Linked DNA regions of Zea mays: region 2 is linked to region 1. Evidence: chromatin contacts called from public Hi-C data. All regions are on one chromosome and are shown on one strand. Each heading gives the region's core, a stretch centred on a gene start, on an enhancer-like site or on the middle of the called end of the contact. The rest is flanking DNA. Distances are from core to core; before and after follow the strand shown.

Region 1 (4,746 bases), core at 1,503-4,002:
AGCTGCCCGAATCTACCAGCACTAAAACCTGCTGACAGTGCACTGACGCCCATAAACGAATGGTTTTGTTGCCTTCCCCACCACTTACTGCATCAATCGAGATGGCCTGCACATTTTCTTCAGCCACTTCCTGATCACTACCAATAGCTGCATCCACCTTCTCTTCCCCCTCAGCTGCCATCTCCCACATTTCTTCAACCAGATGTAATGGTACACTTGTGGAACAGCGATGCGAATGACCCCACCTTTCACCACATTTGAAGCAGAGTCCCTTAGCTCTCCGATAGGATTTGAGGGCTGTCAACTTGCTGTCATCTCCCTTGTTCAGGTTCGGTCTTGGACTTCTACGTTCTTCAGCAGTTACACCACTTCTGATAACAGGGGGTAATGGTAGAGGTAAGGGGCTTGGCCTAGAGGACAGTGGAGAAGGATAACTGAACTCTGATCTTCTGGTGTCCCGGCGCCCGGCGTGCAACAGCACGTCTTCCTGCAATAGTGCAAGAGAACAAGCAGTATCCAATTCGGGTGGGCGTTGAATAATCACAGCATTTTTAATCTCATCCTTTAACCCATCTATAAATCTAGCAGTAATCATAGTCGAAGTCAAGTTGTTTTCATGAGCTAATAACTGATGCATAAGTTGATCAAAATTTTCTATATAATCAGCTACTGAGCCCACTTGGTGCACATGATAAAAATGTCTAATGAGCATGTTGTGCTGGTCTCTACCAAATCGAGTGTTCAGGGCTGGTCCCAATTCCTCCCAATTCATCTCTCTAATTCTTGACTCCATTGCTTCAACCCAGTACACAGCCGCACCCCCAAAATGCATGGTAGCCATTCTCACCCACCGTTCTACTGGGACCCCATAGAACTCAAAGTAAGTTTCGCATCTGTGCTTCCATAATTTAGGGTTTGATCCCTCAAAAACAGGAAAACTCATGTGGGGCATACCCGATCCCGACAGATGAGACCAATTTGCGCTGGAATCCCTTCCCATTGAACCCCAATCCATAAACATTGGTGTACGTTCAGGAGGAGGGTGCATACCTCCGACCGGAGGGGGTGTGTGGATGGTTTCCATCCCAACACCCGATCTCCGGTGATTTTCAGTGAAGCGGTGGCGATTTTGCCCTTGCGTCGCGTCGATCTGTGGAACCCCCAGTTGGGCGGTGGTCGACGCAGTTCCCTTCGCTTTGCTCACGCCAGAAGGATCGCTCTCCAGCGGCTGTGGACCGAATTGATCCACCTTAGATTGAATTGTCTTCAAGGCCTCTGCCACCTCCGCCACCTTTGCCTCCACTTCCGGCCGCCACTTGCGAAATTCACCTTGTTCCTTCATCATCCCTTTCACTGTTGCCTCCACGCTCGCCATGGACGACTGGATCGTCTCCATGCGCTGATGTGTCTCCTTGTTGCCCTCCTCGATCTTGGCAAGCAGCTGCGCCATCGGATCTTCATTCCGCGGCGGCGCCATACCTCCACCTCTTGCCTGGAATCGTGTCGCGTACTCGTGCGTGGGCTCCAGCTTAGCTCCGAATACCAAATGTAAGCACCAGCGGGATTTCGATGGCTGAGCACCGCTCCCGGTGCTCAAGGTCCTCTCTCGAAGAACTTTGGGGTTTACCAATGTCTGCGGTTCTTACACGGCGACGCAGCGCCAGCCACCGGACGCAGCCGGGAACAGAGTTCTCTCCTCTTCGATACAATGCCTATCTTATTTACAGGCATATATATATTTCTGTGCAGGTCACGGCTGCCACTCTGGGCCAGCGAAACGACTGTTGGGCTTCGGCGTTCTCCTGCTCCTTCGAGGTCCTGGCCTGGACGGCCCATCATCCTCAGCATTCTCCTTCCCGCCATACTTGGACGCCATCAGGTTGCTGACACCCTCACCATTTGCAGCAAGTGAGCAAGCCAGGTCAGGTGATGAGACGAGCGATGGCGTCTCGGAGCTGTCTCCGACTTGGATCGCCAAGTCATTTATCCCCGTTGGTGGCTGTCATTATAGTTGGTCTAGCCCAAGAACACACAATTTTTTCTGTCCGATTCTCTCGAGGTTGTGCGCGAGGCAGCAAGGCCATGCACGAGGCGACCGAACGCGCACTCACGGTCGTGGCTCACGGGCGCACACAATGGAGCCGCTCGCTGCCGCCACGGGCAGGCCACGAATCGCGCCGCCCGACCCGACAACCCTGTCCTTGTCAGCCATGGCCACCATCGAGGCCTTGGGCTTCGTGAATTTTTTCTGGAGGTTAGGATGAGCGCATATTGTATAGGGCCGTCAGTTTCCGAGTCCCAAATATGCTACCTTTGAGGTTAGGCCCTAAAATGTTTAGATGAATTTTATTAAAATAAAACTTGTGTAGGAGTTGCTCTAAATACACCCAACCAAACACTTCCTAATCACCTTCTCCATCATTTCTTGACTTCAAGTCTCCAATGGTCAGGGATGGGCGCTGGCTTTTCGTCGGCCTGAAACCTATGGATGAGGCCTTGTTGGGCCGATTCGCCACCAGTCAGGCCGTGCCGTGTGTCGATTGTGCCTGTTATTCTCACCGGTCAGCAGGCAGACCACGCGATAAATGCTTGCGTAAATTTCTGATATACGGAGTTTGAAAAAGAAATGGACCCGTGCGAGTGCTGACCGCAAAACGACGAGCCTGCTTTTCTGTTGCGTTTGGGCCCATGTGCAGTGTACGTGGTTCTCTGTCCTCGTGCTGCACAAGCCACTCTACAGAGTAAAATCTTGTGGCAAAACCGTAGAATCCCACGGACCTCAGGCCTCAACTAGGGTCCCAAACTAAAAGGGTAACAAAGCCTAGCAAAACCTTTCCGTCCGTTACTGCTATAGCGTTCATCATCCCATTCCTTCCCCACCACCACCTCCTGCTTCTACACTACTGGACTGCTGCTGCTGCTCTCCCCCTCCCCTCCCCTCCCCTCCCCTCCCGGCCGCCGCCGCCGCCGCCGCGTGTTCTCTCTCATCTAGGGTTTCATCTCCATCTAGTCGAGCATTCCCGTGCTGGGGTGGGGAGTGGGAGACTCGACTCGATTTGATTCGACTCCATTTCGTGCTAGCGCCTAGCGCTGCAGAGCGAGTGAGGTGACGGGAATGGCGGCTCCGGGGCGGAGGACGGCGGACGTGTCCTCGTCCTCGCCCTCTCCGTCCCCTGCCGCCCCCTCCACCGGCAGGCGCCTCCTGCGCACGCAGACCGTCGCCAACCTCGGCGAGTCCATCTTCGACAGCGAGGTCGTGCCGTCCTCGCTCGTCGAGATCGCGCCCATCCTCCGCGTCGCCAACGAGGTCGAGGTTGAAAACCCGCGCGTCGCCTACCTCTGTAAGTTGTAGCGCTGCCTGTTACTTTCTACCAATCGTTCGCCGTCCCCGATCCGATGCCATTCCTCTCCAGGTCGCTTCTACGCTTTCGAGAAGGCTCACCGCCTCGACCCGACTTCCAGTGGCCGTGGTGTTCGTCAGTTTAAGACCGCACTTCTGCAGAGGCTTGAGAGGGTCCGTCCGTACTAGCACAACCCAACTCTCTCTCTCTCCCCTTAAAAAATTCTTCACCATCATTCCATTCATTTCATTCACCACGCACTGCTGCAATGCAGCTGCCACTGCGCGTCTGCGCCCGCTAACCAAGCGCACAAAGGCTTACCTTTTGGCTTCTCCAGGAAAATGACCCCACACTGAAGGGAAGGGTCCACAAGAGCGATGCTAGTGAGATGCAACGCTTCTACCGCGAATACTACAGGAAGTACATCCAGGCACTGCAAACTGTCGTTAATAAGGATGACCGGTGAGCCATTTCTCTTGCTTTTCGTCGTGCTGCTCGCTCGCTTGTTGGTCCTCCCTTCACTCTATCAATGCCTCGCAGTGCGCGCCTCACTAAGGCATACCAAACGGCTGCTATCTTGTTTGAGGTTTTGAGGGCTGTTAATGATTCCCAGTCCGTTGAAGTCGATCAAGCGGTATGCCATCCATCTCTTGCTCCTATGCTGGGGGTTTCTGTTTTCTTTCTTGACACTGCTACACCTTGTCTTGCACCTCTTTTTATCGACCATAACTGCGAGCCCTCTTTGTGTGTTGCTGCTGCACAGATTTTGGATACACACATCAAGGTCGAAGAAAAGAAAAAGCTGTTTCTACCTTATAACATTCTCCCGCTCGATCCTGAAAGTACTGGCGAAGCCATTATGCGATATCCAGAGGTTCTCGTCTTTCATCTTCTCTCATTAACAGCGCCGCCAAACTACACCTTCTACAAGCAAACCATTAATAGTGTCTTGTTCCTCATAATTATGTAGATTCAAGCTGCTGTTTATGCTCTTCGCAATACTAGAGGTCTGCCATGGCCAAAGGACCAAGACAAGAAGCCTGAAGAGAAGAATACTGGCAAAGACCTTCTTGATTGGCTTCAGGCTATGTTTGGGTTTCAGGTAATTGTGTCAAACCTATTTGATCCCCGCATTCTCTGTTTTGTAGCTTGCTTTAACCTTAAAAGTACAACACTTAGAAGTTAGAATATACGTTCAGCTAACTTAAAGTTCCTTTTCAGAAAGACAATGTGTCCAACCAAAGGGAACATTTGATACTGTTGCTTGCAAATGTTCATATAAGGAAAATACCCAAGGCTGACCAACAACCGAAGGTACAAATCCCCCCGCCCTCTCTCTATGTGTGTTTGAATCTTCTAGAGGAACCAGATGGCCTTTCTTTTTTGGACCTGCCCAATTTGCATA
Region 2 (4,754 bases), core at 1,676-4,175, 420 kb before region 1:
GGAGTACATTAATTATGACAAAAAAAGGGTGATACGAACAATAAAAAAAATATTTCAAAATTCCACTGCTGCAATAAGGCTTCCCCCACTGTTTTTTGCTAAAAGAACACATATGAGTGGGTTTCAGCGCCTACCCGAGGAGCAGGTAAAATCCGTGCCTCAATCGAAGCCAAACGCTCGCTGATCTTAATGCCAAACTCTTTAGCATAAGGATCCTCATGGTAAGAGTTATGATTCATCATCTGCGGGCACACACAAAAAAAAAAGGTTGGCATTTGCATAAGCATAATGAAGTCACAAAAGAAAGGAGAACCCAAATATATTACCTGAATAATGTCGCGCTCACGATCATGTGGGCGTTGGCATGTCTCCTCTAAAAGAGCTCTTATCTGACTCTGGTTTAATCTCTTAGAGTACCTCTGTCCCTCCACTATCTTGCAGACCTGAGTAGTAAACACATTAGGTTTTGCTAGCAAATAAGATTAGACAGGGATAAGTCATAGTGTAGAGCTTTGCTAGAAAAGAGCGAGAGGAGCGGCTGCAGCGACTAAGCTTACCTCCATTGGAAGGTAATTTGGGTGCTGCTGGTTGCCAACCTGCAGACAGGGCAGGTAGGTGTGCTGGATGGCAAAGCCATAGGTCTCTTGAAAATACTGTACAACTGACTTCACTGTGCCACCTTGATCAACAGGAAAACTGTGGCAAATGGCATCAACATTCTTTTAGGAAATTTTTTCTCTGAACAAATGATCCAGAGAGGGAAAGTGTAAATGCAGGAGTTCATGAAGAAACATGGATTTTTTTTTGCCATACGTTAGCTCCCGAGTTTCCTGAGATGTTAAACCAGCTATTCGATACTTGCGTCGCATGTTACCACGGTGCGTAACTTCCACCTTCACGCCTCTTAAGGCCTTCTTTATCTGAAAATCGAGTAAATTAATCAAAAAAAATATTGAGTAAAGTGACGTTACAAATATCTGCTAGCGTACCTTGACACGTTCAGCGTCTAAGAGGGGCCTCGAGTAGATGTCGTCGGTGTTTAAAAGCTGTGCAACAAAATCTATGACAGGTAATGGCTCAAAGAAAGCAGTTGCAGACATATCTGAAAAGACAAGAAAAGGTTAGAAGCATTCAGTAATCTTGTATGTATGTATGTATCTGATGAGAGAGAGAGACAGACAGACAGACAGAGTTTTACCAATATTCAATGACAAGCCCATTTGAGTAGGGCGAATGCTCTGGTAAAACCCACGCCAGCTTTCTATTCCCTCACCAAGGGAACGCCTCCTCCCCAGGTCAGGAGAGAAAAACGATCGCCCAAACGGTGCATATCTTTTAAAAAAAAACAAGAGAGAGAGAGAGAGAGCCAAATCATCAGTGCATGTATCATCCTGAAACCTAGAGAGAGAGAGAGAGAGAGAGAGAGTCTAATTTAATTACCTTGTTGTCGGCAGCTCCCGCAGAACAATATCAAGAACTTGCAAGGCTTCTTGAGGAGCCTCTGCCTGCCTTCCAGCTAAAAACTGCTCCAGACGCCGGAGGTCAGCCCTTGCGGCAAATTTAATCACTACCTTGTATGTCTTCTTACGCCTAGACATACAGGAAATGTCAAACAGGAACATGCTAAACCCATTTTTTTGTGTGTGAAATTCTTCACAAAAACGACAACAGGAATATGTCAAACAGAAATAAAGTATAGTATAGATACCTCTCTACTCCAGAACCATCGTCTTCCTCGAGTAGAGTGATGTGAAATTCTTTCGAAGTGAATGGCAGGGGTCCAGCCGTGTACAGGCTCTTTCTACCATCATAGGCTGGAAGCCGACCTCCCAAATATGACAGCTTGTGCAGCCTCACCAGCTCCTCCATGACAGAACGGTTCACAATTCGCGATGTCACTTCCGGGGTAACTGAAACCTGTCAGAGTAAAAAAAACATTTAGGTAGATTCAAGAGAAAACGTTGAAAGGGATATTGATAGAACAACATACATCATACTGATGAAGATCCTTCTTGGCAGGTAATAATTCAGCAAAGAAGTGATTTGCCTTCACCAAACACCTGGTGCCAACGCTTCCATTTCCTGGGCGGTGAGGGAACTTGCTCGACACTGGAAACGCCTGCACAATGTCCTGTACAGACAAGCCTTTCAGCTGATCCACAGCCTCTTCGCTTGGTGACGGCGCATCCTGGGACTGGGAGCCTGCCTCTGGCGCTGGGATGTTATCAGGTTCATTTGAAGTTTGCATTGCTTGGCGCAGCTCGGGAGCTATGGCGGACGGGACTGCCCCACGTCCACCTCTACCACCACCACCACCACTGTAGTAGCCAGTTCCACGACCACGACCACCTTGTGGGGACTGCTGTTGATGGTAGAAGCCACCACGGCCACGGAAACCTCTCCCACCACCGCCGGCCTCAGCAGCCTGTGAGCCTGAGCCTGAGCCCTCGCCTAACCCAGGCAGTTTTTGTCTCCAAGATCCCATGCCGTGGGCAGTGAAACTGACAAACTCAATGCGCTGCCAAGAGAGGAAAAGTCCAGTTTTTAGAATTTGACGAGAGGAGAAGACGGAGGAAGAACAGAGGAAGCAGAAGGCCGCTTGTGATCACCCTTGGGCAGGCGGAGCTAGGGGAGCCTGTTCTTTCTTTCTTTCTTTCTTTCTTTCTTTCTTTCTTTCAGTGGGTCGGGGCGCAGCAGAATAAATGTGAGTGCACTTGGGGTTGGTTGGATGACTATTGCGTTGGTTGCTCAGGAGATACTATATAATACTCTGCAGTTAACTCTGGGTATATATTTTTCAAGTGTTCATTTACCTTTTTTTTTGGTTGAGTAATATACATGGTGGTACCTTTTTGCAATAGTGCAGAAATGCCTTCACTCACTTGGGTATAGTAGAGTAATGATGTGCTATTGATTGATGTGTCAAAAAATATCTACTATTTGCCTTGGGGATATAGGGAAAAAAGAACAGGTGTTGTAGTTCATTTCGTTCAAACCAAAATGTGAAAAATCTTTTTACTTGACAGAAGCAATAGCAGGTGCGCTCTGTCGCCTGCATGTGGCAAACAAATGGTGAATGACAATGCAACTCTGACCGGAGGATTCGGCGGGTTCACGGAAGATAGGGGGAGGGGGCTTGGGACTGTGTGAGCAAGGCCATAAAAAATACTACATTCATTCTCGAATATTTATCAGTTGCTATTTCATTTTTAAACTAAACCATGATAAATAAAAAAAGAATAGATGAAGTAGAAAGTATGGATTTACTCAGTAGATGACTATGTTTAATTACTATGTTCTTTATATTCTTGCCTTAGGAGTAGCAGTAATTTAGTTTTTTTCATCTCCAGTCTTCAGATCTCTTCAGCTCGACATCGTTTAGAGACGTCTTAGGTGATCTGCCGATCCCAAGACAACACTATGAATCTATGATATTTCCTCCCTGACGGGGTTCCTCTGGGGAGCGGGATCAAGGTTCCGTAGGAGATTGTTGCAGCCTCTTCACACACGAACGGTTTGAATGCCTCCGAGCGAACGGTTTGCCGCCCTGCAGAGATGCGAGTCGCGGACGGTCCGCACGCTGACAACAGAGAGTACCCCATGTTTTTGGTCCCCACGATCGGAATCAGGTTACACTAGGGTGCTGTTTGATTCACGAAATGTAACGTAAAGGGTAATGGTAACGGTTTACCCTCGATTACGGACGGTAACAAGTTTGAATAGTCCGGTATCAATTTTTAGTATGATATCTGATTACGGTTATACTAAAACAAACATAATTTAACGTTATCACTTACCCATTACGTTACAAATATTTGAACCAAACGGAATAAATAGATGGATGTTTGGCAATCCGCAATAACTTTTGACAGCCAGAACCTGAAACTAAGCTGCAGCAAACGGGGCCTACATCAATCACCACCTGTCTAGGATATTGTACATCAGAAGCAGCAGTCATCAGTACATTATTATTGTTATTAGAGGGAGTACCTCTCGGGCAGCATTTAAGAGAATGGAAGGTGCATGCAGCAGCCACGCAGGAAGGAAGGGGAACTCATGAATGCATCAAGGAAGATCCACGACATGAATGGCTACTATCCATCTCCTTCACTCCATTGGATCTCCCTGCCTCTACGAAGTCTTGAGTGAATGCAGTAGTAGCTGACGGCCTGAAGGGTGCTGGTGAAAATGCAAACTTGCAAGAGAAAAACGCAGTCAAAAACTGATGGGAGATTGAGGCATTGAGCACAGCACGTACACGCAGTAGAGACTAGAGATCGAGTGGCTCCCAAGTCACGGGGCTGTGGTGTGCGAGAACATCAGCCATGTGGTGGTGACAGGCAGGTGAATAATAGTACTGAGGAGCTGGAGCAGGCTTCACTTTATCCATTTCGCATGGGATGGACTTGCATGACCCGTACTACACGTTTTCAGACAACAGATTCTTTACAAGTTGTTGTTGGTTGCAGTTTAAGAAGACTATGGCCCTACTTCTTCTTTTTTTTGTCTCTATTCATTTTGTGAGAGAGGGCCAGTATGTTCTTCGAGGAGGCAGAGAGAGGGGTGACTGAGACCTCACATGCTAGCAGATGGCCGGAGGCCGTGGTTTTAATTCGTACCGCTGACTACACTGTTTTGTCTCTATAGTTGTAACTGCAGTAGTCGAAATTGTTAGAGTTATTTATGGCTTTGTACTATGATGGGGTGTTTCCTGTGTAATGGGTTCAGCCCAACAACTCTATTACAAATATATC

Evidence for each region. A called contact is a pair of places that touch in the nucleus more often than the background predicts.
Region 2: a Hi-C map of ear shows a contact between it and region 1, with 3 times the contacts expected there. The contact joins the promoter of LOC103626484 here to the promoter of LOC103626482 in region 1. A contact is called at or near these places in 8 of 25 Hi-C or Micro-C datasets (bundle sheath, ear, leaf and 2 more) and 1 of 3 datasets of contacts at active chromatin or transcription factors (leaf).

The regions. Positions count from the first base shown.
Region 1 is chr5:66,279,328-66,284,073 of Zm-B73-REFERENCE-NAM-5.0, reverse strand. LOC103626482 (callose synthase 3) reads left to right here and starts at 2,752. Exons shown (of 41, transcript XM_008646894.3): 1 at 2,752-3,341; 2 at 3,414-3,514; 3 at 3,679-3,803; 4 at 3,882-3,975; 5 at 4,105-4,215; 6 at 4,312-4,443; 7 at 4,563-4,655. The coding sequence starts at 3,116.
Region 2 is chr5:66,703,218-66,707,971 of Zm-B73-REFERENCE-NAM-5.0, reverse strand. It overlaps LOC103626484 (protein argonaute 1D), which reads right to left and starts at 2,925. Exons shown (of 21, transcript XM_020538404.2): 1 at 2,610-2,925; 2 at 1,991-2,518; 3 at 1,709-1,917; 4 at 1,441-1,590; 5 at 1,199-1,332; 6 at 990-1,102; 7 at 814-920; 8 at 558-696; 9 at 135-443. The coding sequence starts at 2,485.